Linked DNA regions of Mus musculus: all the other regions are linked to region 1. Evidence: chromatin contacts called from public Hi-C data. All regions are on one chromosome and are shown on one strand. The core of a region is the stretch at or near the end of the contact, and the rest is flanking DNA. Distances in the headings are between cores, read along the strand shown.

Region 1 (3,233 bases), core at 323-2,822:
TAGTTAGGCTACACGCTCGGATAGCTCTCCATCTTTCCCCTTCCCCTCCCCTGTCCCCTGTCTCCACTCTCTCTCTTCTCTCTTCTCTTTTCTCTCTTCTCTCTTCTCTCTTCTCTCTTCTCTCTCTCTCTCTCTCTCTCTCTCTCTCTCTCTCTCTCTCTCTCTCTCTCCATTCTCCTCCTCTCTCCTCCCTGTATCTCTGTCTGTCTCTATCTGTCTCTCTCACACACACTCACATACACATACATACATACACACACACACACACACACACACACACACACACACACCACAGTCTTCTCTCCATGATGCATCAAACCATTTTCCAGCAATACTACTTCCTTCTAAATCAAGAGAAGACGTGTTTTAAGATGTCTTCCCAATATCAAAACTGAGAAATTGTCTTGCTCAGAATTCTATCAAGAGTTGCTCTGCAGTTTAGAAAGTTTAGCACTGACAGCTGTGGTCGCGTGTGAATCACCCACTCAACATTTCTGGTGGAGTCAGTAGCATCTGCAGCTCCCAATTTGAAAATCAGAGGAAGAGATCGAAGTTTATGCTACTTTATTAAGTCTGTTTAACTTCTGCCACTGTGTCTGTGTGTGTTCCTACATGTGTGCATAGATGCATAGGCTGGACAAGAAATACTGCCTCAAGAGATCCTCCTGCCTCAGCTGAGACTACAGATTTTTCGTTGTGGCTTTTTATGCCATCCTATCATGTGATTTAGATGCAGATATGCATGTTATTCTCTTGCATGTTACAATTAGTTTGTTTCTCCAGTGTGTTAGAATATTGTATATGTTTTTGAAAGTTGATTATGCAAGTATGTATATATTTTATGTGACTTTCATGTAGAAGAGAGTGTTCAAAATGCCTTCGTAGTAAAAAGGTTGGGTCTGTGAGAGCTGAGTTCCTGCTTTTCCAGGGCAGAGCTTAGAGGAGAAACGTGGTAGCCAGAGCATAAGTTTTGAGCGCCCCCTGCTGGGGACAGAGACTGCTGCCATCCTGCTGCTTTCCCTCTTTCAGATTGTGGCGCCTGATAGCTTCCAGAGGCAATGGGAAAGGTGTTTGTGGATCTGAAAACCTCATCCTCAGGGTGGTGGTGGGGAAATGTGAAAAGGAATCTTAGAAATAACATTTAGGAAGAAGGAATGTGGACTACGTGTTCCTTTCTTTACTAAGCGCTGCCATGGACTAGCTGGTTCTGAACTGGAAGAGAGCTAGATGCTGAGGCTTATTGATGCGAATGCTGCCAAAATATTACAGGAAAAACATATTCCCGTTTTTTAGTTAAATAACAAAGTCATCTTTCTCTTACTCCTCATTGCAGCAACTTCCTGGCAGCCCACTGTCTTCCTTCTTTCTTCTTTTTCTTCCTTCCTTTCTTTCTTTTTTCTTTGTTTTTCTTTTTCTTCTTTCTTTTCTTTTTCTTTTTCTTTTTCCCTTTTTTGAGTCGGCATTACATTGATTTGATTAACTAAATGAAATCCAAAAGGACATCGGTGTATCTCTCCTGCTGTTGCATCTTGATTCCACGCGGTGGCACTGTGCTGAGCTGTGGACAGCACCACTGCAGAACTCAAAAGAAAGGGGAGGTTTGAAACTGTGCTGAGGAGAGACTAGTGAGATTTGCCGAGACTTGGGGAGGACAGCAGGAGCCTAAATAGCTCCCGCTCCAAGGCTCATACATTTTCAGTATTTACTTTCTCACATGTGTTCGGGAATTCAGCTTCCTGGAAGACACCGAGCGAACTCTCAAGGCCAGCCTCATTTGTCCTTTGACCCTGTTGGACCACACAGCCAAATTTACCCTGCACTTCCCTTAGTGTATCCCCCGGGTTTGCCAGCTTTCCTGTTGAATTTCCAAGACCGCTTCAATCTTCCCACTTTTAGATAATTTGACCTTCCTTCTGAAGGTGTCAGATCTCTTCTAGCCCTGTGTCACACTCAAGCATAGCTGCCAGCTGGCTTCTCTTAGGACAATGCTATTATTATACCTCTGGAAAACTTCTTTTCTAGTAGGAATTGGCCACAACTGTCTTAAGGAGAGGGACAGAGTTTATGTTATGCAAGGAAGAAACAAAAAACAAAAACCTAGCAGTTTGTACCATCTGCCTCAAGAGGTCCTGAGTCTCTTGTCTTTAGAAATACTTGGAGCAGACTGTTGTGAATCGCCCTCCAACCAACACCCCAGGAGGTGCAAGCACACCTGTGCAGTCACTTTGGGATGGTTCAGGAAGGACATGAGCCCCACTCCCCCCAAATGTGCCTACCATCACAGTTTCCCCCTCTTTTGTTGAAACTAATGAGTCACGATCAGAGTAATGTTTTTCTGTGACTCCAAAACCATTTTGCTTAATGAGGTACTAAGTCTTTATAATTAGGCCCAGAAGGAAAAGAGGACGTGGCCCTTAAGAGCAATAATTATTTCAGTTATTTATGGTAATAAAAAATTGAAAATAGGAATTCTTCCTCAGAATGCGACTATTTATTCTTTTACATATTGCCTAACAGGCAATTACCCTATTAAGGCAGCATTTTGTTGCTAAAGACATTAATTGAAATGTAAATTAAATGTAAATCAGCTAATTAAATTGATATGTAATGAACTTGTCAGGCAGGCCTCTCTGATCAGATGCATTTCACTAATAAACAAGCTTTGCAGCCTGCCCAACACACAACTGGGGCAAAGGGTTCCTAGTTGATCTGCACCTGGCAGGCAGCAAGAATGAAGGGGTGGGCTGTTCAGAACATCAGAAGAAGAGAACATTTGGTCATTGCTCTTGGAGACATGTGTCTTAGGATACCTACCTGGGCTTCTTTTTCTTCGGATGCAGAGTATCACATGAGAACACCTAAAAGTTCAACTCAAACCAGGACATGTGAATAATGGTCTACCTGGAATTAGGGTGTATCAAGAAAATATCACCACTGCTTTCTGATTCCCATAGCTGTGTGCCCCTCTCAGGGCTGCCTCCCCTTACACTGATGACTTATGGCCTCCACATTTCCTCACAGGGGAGCAGAGTTAAATGAAGTTGTACTAGGGCATTCTTGCAGCTGGCAAGAACTGGCACAGCTGAGCCTGTTGTTCAAATAGTGAAGCACGCAGTTGGCAAATAGCTACTTCTCTACCTCGTGGCTATTTGTGTCTCAGATAGATGTCTCTCCTTTGCCTTACCCACTTGGGATCTTTTCCCAGGGCCTTCAGTATGGAAAGCATGTATGTT
Region 2 (3,233 bases), core at 231-2,730, 190 kb before region 1:
AACCCGTTTAGGGGTCATGTGTCAGATATCCCACATATCAGATATTTACATAACCATTCATGACAGTCCCAAAATTACAGTTTTGATGTAGCAATAAAATAATTTTATGGAGGGGTCACCACAACACATTAAAGGGTAGCAGCATTAGAACGCTTGAGAACCACTGTCCCAGAATGTCCCTGGGCTACCAATTTAACACTGCTTATAATGCTCAATTTTGTCTCTTCTCTATTCACTCTCAAGACTGAAACTGAAAATCTAACTGCCTCAGGTAACATGAAGATGCATTACCTATATGATATTAGTGACACACGGGGTGAACATGAAGTTCATATATTCATTGTGTAGAAACAGACAAATCTCTCAGTACTTACAATCTCAGACAGAGGCACACTTGGGTCTGATACAGATGTCGCAAAGTAGGTCTGCAGAAGCAGGCAGGTGACACCTGGCTCTGCATGTGACAAGACTGCTGGGTCAGTGGAAGAGTTTTATTGAAGAAGACCCTCAGAGGCACAATCATGATCTAGTCTAACACCACTGATATCAACTAGGGAAGCTGCGTTTTAGTCTTCTGGACCACCAAAAGAGAGAGAGAGAGAGAGAGAGAGAGAGAGAGAGAGAGAGAGAGAGAGAGAGAGAGAGAGAGAGGAAGGAAGGAAGAAAGAAAGAAAAGAAAAGAAAAGAAAAGAAAAGAAAAGAAAAGAAAAGAAGAGAAAAGAAGAGAAAAGAAAAAAAAAAAAAAAGAGTTGAAAGTTACCAGAACCATCCACGAGACATAAGGCTTGGTTTTCCTTACTGAAGGTCTCAGAAACATTACAGACACTTCAAGCCCACCATCATATTTGTGTGCCCATTTTCCCTCTCCTCTCCTCTCCTCTCCTCTCCTCTCCTCTCCTCTCCTCTCCTCTCCTCTCCTCTCCCAAAGTCCCAAACCCACTCTTGTATCTTTTCTCCCTTGGAGGGGCTTCAGTTCCCCATGTCATTAGCTGAGCAGAAAACAAGAACCATGGTAGTCTCTCCTCTTCACTTGATCCTTCCATAAGTCACCATATCCTATGAGTTTTACTCTCCTAACATCTCCGAAGGCTGCCACCTCCTGGGATGGATGTTTGAGATGGATAGTTGAGTATTTGCCTAAATAAATATTTGCCTGGGTAAGTCCTAGGTCTGACTCCAGGCACTGCAAAGAGAATCAATGCATATATAAATGCAGAGGCCTTCCCCTCCTACCTGTTTTCTAGAGCACTTACTATTTCTTTCAATATTTCTTGTTTTCACTTTTTATACACTCCCAATCTGGACCATTTCAATTCAATTTGAAAGAACCTTGAAAAACCTAGCTTACAGATCCTTCTCTTTCTAAAGGCTGCAATAGCTCTTGCTGGCTTTCAAGTTTGTTCTTGCCACTAATCAGCTCCTCCCCCAGCCTTTCAAAGCTTCTCACGGGTGATCAGGCACCTGCTTCCTGTCTAGGATTGTTTTCTCCCAGGCTGAGCTCCAAGCTACTGGGGAAATCCTGACTCAGATATCAATTCTAGCACCTAATGTAGGCCTGACAGAAAGTGGCTACTCAAGAAAGACTCATATTTGAAGAAAAGGGAAAGCAACGTGGCTTTCCCAGCCTCCCCTTGTTCCTCAGCCTATTTACTATTTCTCTGTTGCTCCCACAAATGAGACTTCCTTCTCCACAGCAGGACTGTCCTCTGACTCCAAATACTGTTTCTTCTTTTTTTCTAGCTTGCTCGCCTGACCTGGTGGACAAGGAACTGTGCCGTATCTGACCTGCAGAAGAAAACCTCTGTGAGTGTGAACAACACAGAGGATGACAACTCTCCAGGACTGGCAGGGAGGCCAGTGGTAGAGGGCCCTGCAGGAGATGAGGAAGAAGCAAACACCACTCAGGGGCCTGAACAACCAGGAGGTAGGTTGAGTGGATCTTGGGCAGCATAATGGGGCATAAAGGAGCTTGAGGACAAACATAATCCCCCAATTTCATGGTTACTGGGGATAGAGAACTCTGAGAAAATCCAATCAAAATTACCCTTTCACTTTGCCATGTTACTATTAAGCCAGTTAAGACATATGAAAGTCTAAAAACTGACTTGTTAACTCATGAGGTGGCTACACGTTCTCCAGAGGGTCTAACCAACAGCCTTACAGAAGAAACCTATGGGCAGGAAGCTGAACAGCATTATACCTATTGAGTTTACTCCATGTGGAAGGCAGCATAGTTTCCCCTTGTGGGAAAAGTGTAGAACATGCCCATAGACTTGTGTTGTTGTCATAGGGATGTTGCAGAAAGATGGCTACTTTTCTGCCAGGTTCTTTGAGCTACTTATACCTTCTCAGAGGTTGTTAAATGTGTTAGGATAGTACATTAATTAAATCAAAGCCACAATGTGCCAGTTGACAATATAATGAGGTCATAACTTTCCTGTAGTGAGATTCAATAATAATATTAAGGCATCACGATGATAGAATGGCATCATTATTGAGATTTTTTTTCAGTTATAATATTCCCAAGGAAAAATTTTAAATTTCAAAAGTCACATCAGTTACAAGTCCAAAGTCAATTATCTTTCCCTTATGAGGTAGCAATTTAATAAAAGGTAAGTGCTGTGTTTATTTTCAGCCCTAGTTAGATAGAGTCTCACTGCCTAGATGGAGCTGAGATTCTCTCACCAGCTGCTTTACATAAATTTAGGCAAAACTACCTCAGACTTCAGAAAGCCTAGGTGTTGTAGCTGCCTCTGCAGTACCGACCTTTCTGTAACTGCAGGAAGTTAAACCAGACACCAAGCAAAGCATCACTGCTGGACCTGCACTTTTGTCGATACTCTGCCTCCCAGTTCTTCTGCATTCACAGGGTCCGAAATCCTGCATTGACCCTCAGGCTTGAATGGAGCCACACTTTTTGAGGCCCTTCACCTTCATTCAAGGTCCTTATACTATACAAACGACCACTATCTAGTAGCTAAAGATACCATGTGCTCCAAAACCACTAACATCTAAGGCTCCATACTTCTTGCCCAGGCAGTGGTGCTCAAAGGTCAGTGGAGCAGCCTGAAAGGGAGAAATATTTTCTCATAATCACCACATTAGACACAGAGATGCTCATTTCAGAGGCACCACAGGCCAAAGCCACTCTTTCTGGACTTAACCAGTCAGCCACTTAGGTTCAGTGTGTTTCACTTGGCAAAATGTAGCTTCATTTTTCTCTTGCAAGTTTT
Region 3 (3,233 bases), core at 440-2,939, 130 kb before region 1:
AAAAGTAAGACATGGTATTCTTAAAAGGCATGCTTGAAGAAATAATGGGCTAGAATCCTAAATAAGCCCTGGTTGAGCAAGCTGAGCTGGCTTAGCACCTAATCTCAGCTTTTACAACATGGATAAGAAAATCATGAATTCAAAATCAAAAGGCAAATTCCTAATCCAAAACTCAAAATGCTTCAAGATTCAAAGTGAGTGTCAGCAAAGTGTCACAAACAGAAAATTCCACACTGTCCTCATAAAATGGGTCAAATCAAAGTAGAAGTCAAGATTTTAAAAGTACTTAGATTCTTCTATACAATCATCTTTAGGTGTTAGGTATATTTAGATGTATGTAAAACATAAATGAGATTCATGTAAAGTTCATCTCATTCCCAAGATCTCTCCTTCCCACTCTCCTCTCCTCTGCTTTTTTTTCTCATTTCTCCATATATAAAGTTGTGTGTATTTATACATATGCAGATACATTGTATAGAAACATAAACATACACATTGTATTAAACACATGACTATCCAAATTCTTTGTCCCTCAACAACGTCTTCTTAGTTACATTTCAATCAAGTGTGTGTACATCAAAACACTGTGTATAGCAGTATATTAAGCATTAGCCTCAAATTACAAATACAGCTGACTGACTGAGGTATCCTTTGTAAAAGATCAATTCTTAATACTGCTATTATGCCCTTAGATAGCATGTAAATGAATGAACATATCTAGATCCCAAGAATTTGCTTGGGGAACATAATTTGCTGAATCTGTGAAAAAAAAGAAAAGTGAAGATATTCATGTTACACACACAGTGATCAGCTAAAGAAACTAGACATGAAATCATAAAATTTTGTAATGTTGAAAGTTCAAAGCCATATCAAACTCATCTAGATACTGTCATATATTAGAATACTTTGGTGTCTGGTGGAAAGGGCCCTAAGGCATTACCCAGAGTAACTGGGGGTACCAATCATGTTGTGACTGACCTGGATGCTGTTTCACACACCGTACATTTTGTTAATATTCATTCTATTGCACAAAGAGGTATAATACATATGAAGGAGGTAAAAAGTTAAACTACCCAAATAATAGTACTAAAACTCCATAGGAAACACATACAATGAAATGATGTGACAAAACAGCCTGTTAGTATAGCACCTAAACTAACAAAGGAGGCTGGTGTCGACATGTTGTGAAGAAAAAGGCAGGGGAGAACCAGGTGGCATCCACCTGGTGACTTCAAACGTCTCAGAAGCTCAGTGCATCAGCTTGTGGGTAGCCACCAAAGGCAGATGTTTCCAACTCCTCCAGCGGTGAGCGCAGAGTCACAGGAAATTCCACAGGAACTAGAGCCACCTGGGATCTATTAACTCTCAAAACTAACAGGCAAAGTTTCCTTTCTTCATAAAACCACACAGTAAAATAACACCTGGGAACAGAATCCAAATTAAACAGAGAAATAGGAGGAAAGAAAATTTAAAATTCTATGCAAATGGAAGAGAAAGAAAGCCAAGATATATCAGAAACTGTACTGTATATTTGGGGGGAATAAAATTATTTTAAAAATTACACTAAATTATATTTTGTCTCTGAAACTTCAGAAAAGTATTGATAAAAATATAAGTGGTAGAGTGCTTACCTAGTATGTGTGAAACAGTAAAACGCTTAGGAAGAAATAATTTCACAAAGAAAGACCATGAGTTGGTGAGAGAGGAAAAGACAGCAAACAAAAAGCTAGACAGCATCCTTCCAATCCCGAGGTCTGCACTGTAGCTGTGCTGCATCTTCACTGAGGGCCTGATGGCCTCTCCGCAGGGACCCTGACCCTGCCAAGGGTGTCAAGCCTCAGCTGCAATCCCAGATCCCTTCATGCCTTCAAAACCAGTAGCAGGTCTGAGACTTTTACAAATTACATGCCATGTTCAGCTGTCAGCCTGAGATGCAGCCTAAAGCTGCTCCGGACCACAAGTTCTGTGTGCTGAATTCTGGGGAAAACTTCCTAGAAATTTGACATCAGTGATACTGTTCCCTTATTAATTAGTCACAACTGATTTTTTTTTTTTTTGTTAGCCCAAGCTAAGTAGCATCAATTGTCCCAGTGGAACAAAGATTTTTAGTTCCTCAGATTCATGGTCAAAAATATCTCATGAAAAGCCCCAAAGATTCTCTTAAAGATCACCAAGCCGGCCTTCAGTTCCCTCTGCATTATCTTCCACGTTGCCGGAACAGCTCACTGTGCTTGGAGCACTAACTGGATTTTTGAGTCCAACTCTTCAAAATCCTCCTCTACCTCCCTCCCACAGAACATTCCAAGGCAAAAGCACCACATGGTCATATCCATTCCAGCAAAATCCCATTCTCTGGTATCACTTTGTGTCCAGTTTGCTTCTTTTTTTGCTGTGATAAAACACTGACTAAAAACAACTTGGGGAAGAAAGTGTTTATTTGGTGTCCACGTTATGGTCTATCATTGATGGAAGCCGAGGGAGGAGCTCACATGCCCACATTTGGCTGGGCCTTCCTACATCAACCATCAAGAAAATGCCTCACAGACATGACCAGGCCAATCTGATGGCGGCAATGCCTCTGTTGAGATTCCCCCTTCCCAGATAAGTCTACATTTTTTGTTAAGTTGGCAAAAACTAAGCAGCATCTGTGAAAATTAGACCCAACATATTGTCACAGAAGTTCCTGAGAAAGAACTCAAAGGCCAGGAAACAGAAAAAATGACAAAGAATTATAAACATGTTCATAAAAATTTAAAATATATAATGAAACCATAAAACAGCCCTCAATAAAGAAATAGTACAATGTCTGAATGTGATTAATAAGCTTCAAACACTCCCCCCTCTCTCTTCCCTTTGAATACCTGCTATAAAAAAATTACAAGGAGGTCAAAATATCTTTAGCGAATAGTAACCTAGGAATTTTATATGCACCTAAACTAATGACATAAAAGCTACAGATAAAATACCAAAATTCACAAACACTGGTCCAATGAGTCCACCTATAGCAACCTATTAAAACACTTCAGGCAAATAAAATGACCGGAGAAGACACTTAAATAAAAATCAGTTGTTAAATTAATATTTACACTCAACACCCTACATGAGGATTATAAAGGAGACTGTTTAAGGATCTTATAGAACATACTCTGAAAAATATAAACAATCAAAATTGTCGGAAAGTGGAGGATGAAAAAACAGTTGAGCTCTAATAGGGGAGAGGACAACCCTGGACA

Evidence for each region. Hi-C and Micro-C count contacts between places; a contact is called where the count stands out from the background.
Region 2: a Hi-C map of double positive thymocytes shows a contact between it and region 1, with 3 times the contacts expected there. The contact joins two enhancer-like sites. A contact is called at or near these places in 4 of 15 datasets of contacts at CTCF or cohesin (the NIH/3T3 cell line, embryonic stem cells, large pre-B cells and 1 more), 29 of 484 Hi-C or Micro-C datasets (B cells, the Ba/F3 cell line, the CH12 cell line and 15 more), 3 of 115 datasets of contacts at active chromatin or transcription factors (T-cell acute lymphoblastic leukemia, large pre-B cells and stem cell-derived neural progenitor cells) and 2 of 9 other capture datasets (adipose tissue and liver).
Region 3: a contact with region 1 is called in a Hi-C map of CD8 T cells, with 2.3 times the contacts expected there. The contact joins two enhancer-like sites. A contact is called at or near these places in 2 of 15 datasets of contacts at CTCF or cohesin (large pre-B cells and pro-B cells), 10 of 484 Hi-C or Micro-C datasets (B cells, CD4 T cells, CD8 T cells and 6 more), 4 of 115 datasets of contacts at active chromatin or transcription factors (the 230-238 cell line, bone marrow-derived dendritic cells, fibro-adipogenic progenitors and 1 more) and 3 of 9 other capture datasets (adipose tissue, liver and pancreatic islet).

The regions. Positions count from the first base shown.
Region 1 is chr4:111,685,585-111,688,817 of GRCm38.p6, reverse strand. No RefSeq gene overlaps it. Among named protein-coding and RNA genes, the nearest start is that of Spata6, 33 kb to the left of the region's middle. Within about 2 kb of position 1,572, at least 67 of the 459 cell types and tissues checked have an H3K27ac peak or open chromatin away from gene starts, as enhancers often do. A contact at or near this core is called in the CH12 cell line, T-cell acute lymphoblastic leukemia, double positive thymocytes and 1 more, where this site is marked.
Region 2 is chr4:111,878,903-111,882,135 of GRCm38.p6, reverse strand. It overlaps Slc5a9 (solute carrier family 5 (sodium/glucose cotransporter), member 9), which reads left to right. Exons shown (of 15, transcript NM_145551.4): 14 at 1,741-1,924. Among named protein-coding and RNA genes, the nearest start is that of Slc5a9, 22 kb to the left of the region's middle. Within about 2 kb of position 1,480, at least 23 of the 459 cell types and tissues checked have an H3K27ac peak or open chromatin away from gene starts, as enhancers often do. A contact at or near this core is called in the CH12 cell line, T-cell acute lymphoblastic leukemia and double positive thymocytes, where this site is marked.
Region 3 is chr4:111,815,722-111,818,954 of GRCm38.p6, reverse strand. The region is part of intron 11 of Spata6 (spermatogenesis associated 6); the gene reads right to left. Among named protein-coding and RNA genes, the nearest start is that of Slc5a9, 85 kb to the left of the region's middle. Within about 2 kb of position 1,689, at least 25 of the 459 cell types and tissues checked have an H3K27ac peak or open chromatin away from gene starts, as enhancers often do. A contact at or near this core is called in pro-B cells, where this site is marked.